Linked DNA regions of Mus musculus: region 1 is linked to region 2. The links are chromatin contacts, called in public HiChIP or PLAC-seq maps. All regions are on one chromosome and are shown on one strand. Each heading gives the region's core, a stretch centred on a gene start, on an enhancer-like site or on the middle of the called end of the contact. The rest is flanking DNA. Distances are from core to core; before and after follow the strand shown. Region 1 has its middle 25 kb from the start of Tsx. Region 2 has its middle 30 kb from the start of 4930519F16Rik.

The links. HiChIP or PLAC-seq counts read pairs in DNA pulled down with a chosen protein or histone mark.
Region 1: an H3K27ac HiChIP or PLAC-seq map of embryonic stem cells shows a contact between it and region 2, with 9 times the contacts expected there. The contact joins two enhancer-like sites. A contact is called at or near these places in 9 of 39 promoter capture datasets (the 3T3-L1 cell line, cranial neural crest, embryonic stem cells and 4 more), 2 of 15 datasets of contacts at CTCF or cohesin (CD8 T cells and stem cell-derived epiblast-like cells), 47 of 484 Hi-C or Micro-C datasets (CD8 T cells, ECoMG-derived neutrophils, the G1E-ER4 cell line and 11 more), 20 of 115 datasets of contacts at active chromatin or transcription factors (astrocytes, embryonic stem cells, epiblast stem cells and 2 more) and 3 of 9 other capture datasets (adipose tissue, liver and pancreatic islet).

Annotation. Positions count from the first base shown.
Region 1 is chrX:103,436,816-103,441,770 of GRCm38.p6, forward strand. It overlaps Tsix. Among named protein-coding and RNA genes, the nearest start is that of Tsx, 25 kb to the left of the region's middle. Within about 2 kb of position 2,131, at least 8 of the 459 cell types and tissues checked have an H3K27ac peak or open chromatin away from gene starts, as enhancers often do. A contact at or near this core is called in embryonic stem cells, where this site is marked.
Region 2 is chrX:103,283,928-103,289,217 of GRCm38.p6, forward strand. It overlaps the pseudogene Gm19200. Among named protein-coding and RNA genes, the nearest start is that of 4930519F16Rik, 30 kb to the left of the region's middle. Within about 2 kb of position 3,659, at least 28 of the 459 cell types and tissues checked have an H3K27ac peak or open chromatin away from gene starts, as enhancers often do. A contact at or near this core is called in embryonic stem cells, where this site is marked.

The DNA.
Region 1 (4,955 bases), core at 881-3,380, 150 kb after region 2:
TGAGTACACTGAGTTTTTCCAAGTGTTTTTTTTTTAATTTATTTATTTGTTATATGTAAGTACACTGTAGCTGTCTTCAGATGCACCAGAAGAAGGCATCAGATCTCATTATGGATGGTTGTGAGCCACCATGTGGTTGCTGGGATTTGAACTCACGACCTTCAGAAGAGCAGTTGGTGCTCTTAACCGCTGAGCCATCTCCCCAGCCCCGTGGGTTTTTTTGTTTGTTTGTTTGTTTGTTTGTTTGTTTTTGTTTTAATGCTATCAAGATGATCGTCATTGTATTGTGGTGATATCGTGTTCATTGATTTTTGTATGTTGAATCATTCTTGCATTCCATGAGTAAATCCCACCTGGATATTTTAATTCCATCAAACTCGGGTTATGGATATTGTAATGATGATGATCATCAGGGATGTGGGCTATAAATTTTTAACTTTCTTTTGTGTCTCTTTCTGGCTTTGATATCAGGATCACTCTGGCATCATGAATTGAGTTAGATAGCATCCCTTCTGCTTCGGCTCTTGAGAGATTTTAAGCATTGACTGATTGTAAGGTCTCCTTTTGCAAACGTGATTTGAGTTTGTTATTGGTGTAGCTTAGTTTCATCAGCTTCTTAAAAAAAATTTTTTTTCAAGAAAAACAGCATTTTAAAATTTTGTATTTACGCTCGAGCCTTTGTCATTTCTGTTTTCTGCCAAGGTTTTCCTGCAGGTGGTGGTGACTCAGAGATTCCTTCCTTAGGAATGCGCATCTGTAACTCCCCCCACCCCCCAATACACACACCTTTGTGCGGCTTTAGCTTCATTCATTCCATTAGGTTTTAGGTATTATCTTGTATCTTTATCCCATTTCCAGTTGTCTCCTGATACATTCTGCTTGTCTGGCATTGTTTGTCTCTTTATTGGTAGAGGGAGATTCTCCCCACGCATTCCAGGCAGCCTTTGAGCTTCTGATCCTCCTCAGCCTTCCAGATTTGGGGGATTGCAGAGATGCACCGCCAATGACAAGCAAAATCCCTAACTAAATCCCTTCCCCTCACACCCCATTTGTTCTTCTGGAGTGTGCTCTGAAGTGTTAGCTTCCAAATCTTTATGAATGCTCACTTCTTAATGCTATTGATTTTGAGCATCGGTTGTGTTGATGGTGTTGGTCTCCTATTCATGCATGTTGTCTCCGATCAATGACTTCTCTGCCCGTGAAACGAGACTATTCAAGTCCGATTGCATTAAAGGTAGGCTTATTGGGGAACTGCTCTCGGGGAGTTCACTGGCTTCAAGGATTGAGGAGTTGCCATGGGGAGAGGGGAGAGGAGAAAAGGGAAGAAGGGGTGCGCTCGTGCAGAGAGGAGAAGGGTGGGGCGCAAAATGTCTAGATAACATTGGAAAGAACGTCTTGTGGAAGGGCAGCTAAGCCCCTGAACTGGAAAGTTCAAGGTTGGGAACAAGGTATATCAGGCAGGGACTGAACGCTGCTAGTAGAACCTGGAAGCCAGGTCTGCATTGATATGTAAAATAAGCACTTCTGTCCCTTGTCCGGGGGTCAAAACCAGTCTACCGTTTTGTTTTGTTTTAGCACTTTTACCATGTTAATCATAATTAGATGTACCATCTAATCCTTGCAGATGTCTACCACGCCTGAATTTGGTTCTGATCTGTATTTTCTAGCTGAGATTTTTTTGTTTTAGTAAGCTTTACATACAGTGTTTGATGTGGTTGAAAATGAGGGCTATACCATGTGTCCACTGTTTGATACAGCCAGAGGGATCCCAGGTTGGAGAATGTTCCAAGTGTCTTTATTTTTCCTAATTTGTTGCTTTGGTTGCTCTAGAGACTTCTTGAATTAGTTCTGAGTTGTATGACACGTTATTGTATTTCTCTGATATTACAGGAGGCCTTGATGGTGGCAGGGTGTTCATTAGCTGTATCTATGCCACTCAACTGTGGTCATCACAGCGATTCTTCTTGGGTCTTGTACAGTTTTCCTTCCCGTCGGTTAAGCAGAAGCGTGGTGGGCTAGAATTGGGCTTTTTTTTCCCTCCCTTCAGGTCGGTTTGAGTCTTATGAAAGCTAAGGTGGGGCAATGTTCGAGCTCAGGAGTTGCATGTCAGCCTGGGGATTAAGGGACTCAGTTACTTGAATTTCTAATGAGTCACGTTTGTCTGAGGCTGAAGCTAGGAGAGCAGACTGCTATGGGGGTGTTTCAGAATGCTTCCTTTTCTCTTTCTGTTCCAATCCCTATGGAGATCATTTTCACTAAAAAACATGCTCTAGGGCTCCTATGAAGAAAAGTCACAAAAGTGTATTGCTCGCTGGATATAGCCTGGATTATCTTATTATTAAATTTATTCAAACAAACCTTCCAAGAAAGCGTCAGTTTGTTTTCCTGTGTTCACACTGTCTGTGGACAGGAGCTGTTTTCTCACTCATCAGCAAGTCGCTGCTCTCTCTAAGAGACTTTGTAATTTGGGGAATGTTATTTCCCTGATAGAGTCGAAGAAATTGTTCATTTTATTCAATTTTTTTTGTGATGCTAAAAATGATGGCTTTGGCCTGGTGTGGTGGTTTTTTTAATGGTGTTTTTGTTTTTTAATAACACACTGGGTCCCGTTTGTGCCAACCAACCATATATGCATGGAGATGGGGTCATCCATTGCAGGTTGATGGATCTATCAGAGGGCCACACCATTAACTCCCAATGGCTCCTCAGCGGTAGATCGAGTACCTCCCCTAGTATTGGAATCACAGCTGCTGTGAGCTCCTGAGCACCGGTCCTGTCACTGCTGCTTAACCCCCAGCCCAGATGGCCCCTGTCTTAAGTGATTTTCTCTGAGGTTTGCATGTAACTGTGTGATATAGATGCTCCATTTAGAACTGAGCACCCTTCACACTCTACAGATACTATTCTCTCCATTTTGACCACATCAAAGCCCTGGTCACTACACAAAGAAGTGTCTCTGGGGAGGTCTGAGAGCTACCCTAATCCATGGGTCTAGAAGTATTCATTTAAAAGATCATTTATTTGTTCGTTTCTTTATTTACTTAATGTATATGTGTTCTCTGTCTTCATGGACAATGAAAGAGGAAATTAGATCCCATTGTAGATGGTTGTGGGCCACCATGTGCTTTGAGCCACCATGTGGTTGCTAGGAATTGCATTCAGGTGCTCTGGAAGAGCAAGCAGCCAGTGCTCTCAACCACTGAGCCAGCCTCTCCCGTTGGAGGTCTGTATTTAGAGAGGAGTTAGACGATGTGTCTGATAAGCAAAATAATAATGGATGGTCCACCACTATCACCCCAAGGGTCTTTGAGTGTCCAAGTTGTGGGTTCTTGGTCAGATTTACAGCACCCATTTTTTTTAACTGTCTTTTTAATGTTTCTTTTATGTCAGTATTTACAAGTATAAATTTCCTATTACAACTATTACTCCATGCTACAACTTCTGGTCTGCTGCTACTTTGAGATGCTTTTATCCATCTTCATATTTTATAATTTCCCTTCTTTCATTCTTTGGATGTTTAGGCAAATTGTATTTCGATGCATTTGTGAATTTTCCCTATATCTTTTTGCTTTTATTTCTAGTATAATTCTATGTGGTTAAGTTCTTTTTTTATTTTTAAATTTGTTTTTGAGAATTTATGAGAGCTATATTCATATTGTTTTCCCTAGAGGTATGTGTATAAAGATCATTTATTTACTTGTTTATTTACTCAATCTATATGTGTTCTCTGTCTTCATGGACAATGAAAGAGAGAATCAGATGCCATTATAGAGGGTTGCGGGCTACCATGTGCTATGAGCTAGCATATGGTTGCTGTATACATGTATATATGTATACATGTGTGTGATGTGTTACAACTTGCTGTGTTTCAATTCAACCTTTTAATATTTATCGAGGACCTCTGACAAGAAGCTGTGGGACTGTTGGAATGAGTTTCCCTAAGAGTGAAAAAAGAAACATATGTAAACAAAATAGAACGGAGCTAACAGCCCAAAAATGTATCCATGCTAATCCAGTCTGATTTGAAATGCCTTTAATTGGAGTTACATATAAACTATAGTATAGATCACTGCAGAGGACTGCATCCATCTAAAGTCATCCAAGGTACTACAAATATTTGTATTTGTAAAAATATGACCAACCAAGCTCCTTTTTATGGCTTTAAGTCTGTAGCACAAACCTGGGCTTATACTGCCACCTAGTGACCAAATAGCAAAACACCAAACACTGAACTTGTTTTTCTGGAGTCTAGCTGAATAGAGGCTGGCTGAAAAATGGAGCAGTCTAGGTAGAATTCTATCATTGCAGAGGATACTGGGCCAGCACCAGGTTTAGCACATCCCGAGGAAACACTTGGTTTTTGCCCTAGGATACAGTCTTCCCTGAAGACCGAGCCTACAATGAGAAGCTTGCTTTCCTACTGTTATGCCTTTGTATTGTTCTGTGTTATACAGTCAGATTACAGTATCACTCAAGTCTTTTCTTTGGTTGACTATCTTCTGTCTGGTCTTCTGGATTTCCAGGAGACAATTTTGTTTTGTTTTATTTTTTTGTTTTTCGAGACAGGGTTTCTCTGTTTAGCCCTGGCTGTCCTGGAACTCACTCTGTAGACCAGGCTGGCCTCGAACTCAGAAATCTGCCTGCCTCTGCCTCCCAAGTGCTGGGATTAAAGGCGTGCGCCACCACGCCTGGCTCCAGGAGACAATTTTTTTTTTTTTTTTTTGCTTATTCACTTTACATCCTGCTCACTGCCCCCAACTCCAGGTCCCCCCCTCCCATGATCCTTCTTCCTTCTCCCTCCCATTCTTCTCTGAGCTGGTGAGGGCCCCTGGGTATCCTCCCACCCTGACACATCAAGTTTCTGTGAGGATATGTGCATCCTCTCCTACTGAGGCCCACCAGGCAACTCAGCTAGGAGAACAAATCCCATGGACAGGCAACAGCTTTTGTGATAG
Region 2 (5,290 bases), core at 2,409-4,908:
CTACTGAGTCATCTCTCCAGGCCAACAAATATATTTGTGTTTAAGAACATTCACTAGAAAGCTTCACCCAGCCTTCCTTAATACTTATAAAGTTTGACTCTTTCCTAGCTAATGCAGTAAGATTTAACTAAAGCTGGAAGAATAATCACTAACCTAGTTTGAATCTGTCAGATACAAGCAATTTTCTCCTAGTCATTGCAAATCAGGCTTTCTCCATCAAATTAAGTCTTCAACTGAATGAATGAGTCCATGCTGAGGAAGGAAAAATTCTCTGAATAACATTCTAGTCACTTGTATGTGTGCATAGTGTTTTTTCCTCTGAGTATAAACAAGATGCCATGGTAATTAATGGTAATGGAGCTATTGACATTCACTAAGAAAGACTCTCCCTAGGCATTCCAGCTATTTCCCTCTCAAGCTGCAGGTGCTCTTGGGAGATCTCTAATATACACAGGAAGTCAAGGGTTAATTAAGAACTCCACAACACAGCTTCCAAGAGATTGCCACACTAATCTCCATAAGAAAGCCCAATAATATCTTAGGTTTCACCAAACTGGTTTCCAATGAAGGTGTAATTGAACTTTGGTCTGTCATTGGTGATCATCTGAGGTAATTAGATCACCTTAGAAATACTTAATCTCAAAGTCAATAATTGGATCATAATTTCTCCTAACATGATGCATCTTGAACAATGAAACATGCACTAATTCCTTCTCCCAAAGAGGAACTAAGTTGCACACCACATGTGCAACTATGTGGTGGAGAGATGGGAAAGAAAGAGAAGTGTAGCAGCTTGATGTTAGATAATTATCAAAAGAAGAAATGCAATGAGCCAATAAATAATTGAAAAACTTAACATCCTTGGCCATCAGGGAATTCTAATGAAAACTGCCTTAAGATGCTATCACATCCCAGTCAAAATGTCTGTAATCAAGAAAACAAATGACATGGGCTGAGGTGTAGCCTGGTTGTCAAGGACTTGCCTAGCATGTGTGAGGTAAAACCAGATAGACAGACAGGGGGGAGAGAGAGGGGGGGAGGGAGAGGAGGGGGAGAGAGAGAGAGAGAGAGAGAGAGGAAGAGAGAGAGAGGAAGAGAAGAGGGCATCGGATTACATAAAAGCAGATGTGGTGCACACCTTTAATCCCAGCACTTGGGAGGCAGAGGCAGGTGAATTTCTGAGTTCGAGGCCAGCCTGGTCTACAAAGTGAGTTCCAGGACAGCCAGGGCTACACAGAGAAACCCTGTCTCAAAAAAACAAAAACAAAAACAAAAAAACCCAAAAACCCAAAACCAGATGTAAAGACAAAGAAAGAGGTCAGAGACTAAGGAGAGGCAGGGAATGTGGGAGGCAGATGGGGAGGGGAATCTGTTTTTATTGAACAAAGTATAACAACACATGTATGACAATGCCATGATCAAATTCATTTTTAGTATGTAAGTTCACTTAAAAAATGGAAAAGCAGCCGGGCGCAGTGGTGCACGCCTTTAATCCCAGCACTTGGGAGGCAGAGGCAGGTGGATTTCTGAGTTCAAGGCCAGCCTGGTCTACAAAGTGAGTTCCAGGACAGCCAGGGCTACACAGAGAAACCCTGTCTTGAAAAACTAAGAAAACCAAACAAACCAAAAAAACCCAGGTGTTTACAGAATGGCAGGCTTGTTCAACAAACACCAGTCCCTGTAATTTAGCAACAAATGTTTTTAACCCCAGAATACTTTCTCCAGCTCCCTTTATGTGTTTGTTCTTATACCTCATCATTGTGTTTCATTATGTAAAGATTAAATCGAAAGTATAAGCTAGACAGTCAAATAAAAATCTGCATATAGTTAATATCTGCTTATTTTTATGGGCTAGTTAGTAATGGAATTCTCTGACACTGGTATTTCAAAAACTTAACACAATTCTGAGAATTTTTCATTAAACTTAGACAAGTCCTTTACAATGTGTAACATATACACTATTTTCTCTCTTCTCTGGTGCAGTATATAATTCTAGAGTACTTAAAAATTTAATCACATGCTGTCCCTCCAGTTATAGCTCCATCATTTTACACACACACACACACACACACACACACACACACACACACACACACGTATAAGAGCATATCTTCTACAGAAGAATATCAGCTGTGATTTAAATTATTATATTATGTAAACAGAGGAGGAAAGCAGAATTAATTTTTTCCAAGTGTCAATGATGTAGAAATATCCTTCCTCAAGGCAGTAAAATCCTGATAAAGTGTTTACTTCTGTTAATTCTCACGGCAATTAGTGTTTAATAGGAATGCTAAAACTATAACCTTACAGTCAGTCAGGCTTTACTAAATAAAAGAAAGAAGATGAGAAAAAGTCATAGATATCAGTCTCCTACTTAAATTAATGTCTTTGGAGCCATGGTCCCAAAATGAGGGCTATGCTGGTTCTTTTTCGTGACCGAGTGCCACATCATTCCAAATAGCTACAAAGTTTGACATTAGTTCCAGAAACCCCAAACTTTGGCCAAAGTGGCAAACATTCATGTAAGTGACCATACAGCGTTGTATGAAAATTTTTTTTTGGTTCTGTAACTATCATACGTAAGGATGAAGAGCAATTTGGCAAGCCAGGTAAGAATCAAAGGAAACAGACTGGAGGGATGGCTCAGTGGTTAGGAGCTCTTGTTGCTCCTGCAGCATGCTGGCCTTTGTCTCCCAGCACCCACATGGCAGCCCCAGCTGCCTGTACTTTTAGTCCCAGGCTAACCAATGCCTTCTTCTGGCCTCCTTGGGCACCAGGCACACATGCAGCATAAAAAGCAAACACATCAAATAAAAGCAAGTAAGTCTTCTTGTAATGACCCTCAATGAGTTACTAGGCTGGATTTTTGAAGGACTTCCAGTTTTAAGAAAACTGATACTGATGAATTGCCAATTACCAACAATGGATCAGGACGTAGAAACAGTTTTCCTGTTATGAAACAATTTGCGATTTTTAAACTATCTTTTAATATACAAAGAAAACCTGTTTCTACTACAGATCAGTTGTTTTTAAGAAGGAGAATTTGTGCAAACATCAAGAAAAGCCACACAAGCTACAGCTGAAATTGTCAGCAGAGAACTCTCTTGAAAGTCCATTTACTCCACTGCCAAATCTTGGGGAGGGGTGGAGTTTGTTTGTTTTGGATTTACACAGAGATTGCTATCAAGCTTTTCCTGATCTTTAAACAATTCTGCTTAGAATCACTGTTATCTTTCTCCACACTGATAAGAATTGCCACACAGTTCTTTCAGTTCAGCGATTGCTCAGGGTCTCTGGCAAGTACTGAGGGAATGATACGGTCTCAAAGCCTCCTGGAGTCTTTTCACATAGCCATGGGACTATCCTGGTGTCTTTTAGGACCAAAAGACTCCCATCCAAATGCCTGTGCTTACAGACTTCATCTTGATTGCCCTTTAATCTCTCCGAGTTGTCTGCCCGCCAGCAAACAAAGACCCTGGAAATCTGCTCTGGCCCTCCTACAAAGACAAAGTAAACCAGTCTGGAATACTCCAGTTCCTGTCACCTTCCAGTTCAGTTCACTGCCCAATTCAACATGCAATTTTCCCACCACAAATAGAGCCCACTCTTTGAGGAATTCTATTGATTACAACTTCTAAGTGTATGTGACAGACCTCATCTGTTTCCAGCAACAAACCAAAGCTGGTGGTTTCCACAGTCCCTCTACAGAGGCTCAGTAATTTTGCAGGAGCATTTCAGTGCCAACATTCCCAAAGACAAAGGCCTCTCTCCTTCACTAAGGCATATTGCCTACAGACAGACTGTTAGAATAGCTGTAAACTCCCATTAAGAGAAAACTTACTCTGGTTGAAAGAATAGACTCTCTGGCCTGGGTAGAGACATAAAATCCCAGTTGTGCTAGGTAAATCACCCAGCTAAGGCCCATTCCTAGGAACTTGGACTTACCTTAAGGCATGCTAAAGAAATAGGCTAAAGAATTTTTTTCGTTAATGAACTACTGTATTTCTCTTTCCCAGAATTCCCAGCTCCTTCCCTCAGAGCAACCCCTATGGGCCACCATGACGTTCCACTGAGTCTGGCGACCTTCAGATATACAACTTCTGCTTTTTCTTTCTTTCCTGTCTCCTTCAGATGCTGGCCAGATCCTCAGTACTTTTTTTTTCTGACGTTTTGGGCCTCCTCGCTCTTTCTCTAAAGCTCCTCTCCTCAACGTGTGTCTGACTAAGCTCCATAACAACCTCAATCACGTGGCTTTTCCCTTCTCTCCTGCCTTCTCCTCTGGGCAGCTGCTACCGGTTACGGCTTGCCTGACATGGATTTTTTTTTAACTCCAATAAAACTGTCCTCGAGCTTCCATTTGAGTCCATCTTAAATGCTTTTGTTAAGGAAACTAAGAACCCCAAGAGAGGGCCCCATTTTCCTCCAAATCATCTGCCTGTATTTTCTGCAAGTCTCTAAAATCAAAAACGGAGGTTCCCATAACAAAGCACAGCCTTCCTGAGTAATTAATGCAGATGAAACCAACTGCAATTCTTTCCATGAATTCATGAAGTACTGTAGACTTGCCAGCTGAAATAACTCTAAGAATTCCCCCACCATCATTCACTGTCATGTTGTCAAGGTTTCGTGACAGGAGACCCTCAAGGTGCTGGGCTCTCACAGAGGATTGTGCCTTTTAAGCTTCTAGAAAGAGGAAGTGCAAGCCAGGGCATTCCACAGCTGGCACCTGTAGGCCACAGCTTGGTAGACTAAAGCAAACAAGGATGAGAGCCTCCGAGACTGATAATAAGATTGGAGTGGAGAACTTCACACTGACAATCGCAGAAAGCCACAAGGAAGCGTCTTCGGAAAGACAGAACGCCTCATTTTCCTGACGCAAAATTAGGTTGTTGATGGTGACTAATCTGCAGGAGCATAGCGGGTACTTCACAGACACCAGCCCCTATTGAGAATTTCGCAAGCAGATGTGGACCTCAAATGTTTCAGCCAAATGCTTCTTGCCACATTTCAAAGTACACTGTTGTTAGAAGGGGGACAACACTCCAGCTACAATCGTACATCATTGTTGCTAGATTTTCAGTGAGAACGCGACATTGGTTGATCTGCAGGGCTGGACCTGAGGTACTGTTTGAAGGCTGAGAGCACTGCAACATTACAGCTTGGCTGCAGCACTCAGTGGCGCTCCGCATTGGTTGCCCTGACAACCTCACCTCGACGCCCATGGGGGGTGGGGGACGGGGGGTGGGGGTGGCGCTCAGCAGACCTAAAGCGCTGCCACTGCGTGTCACAA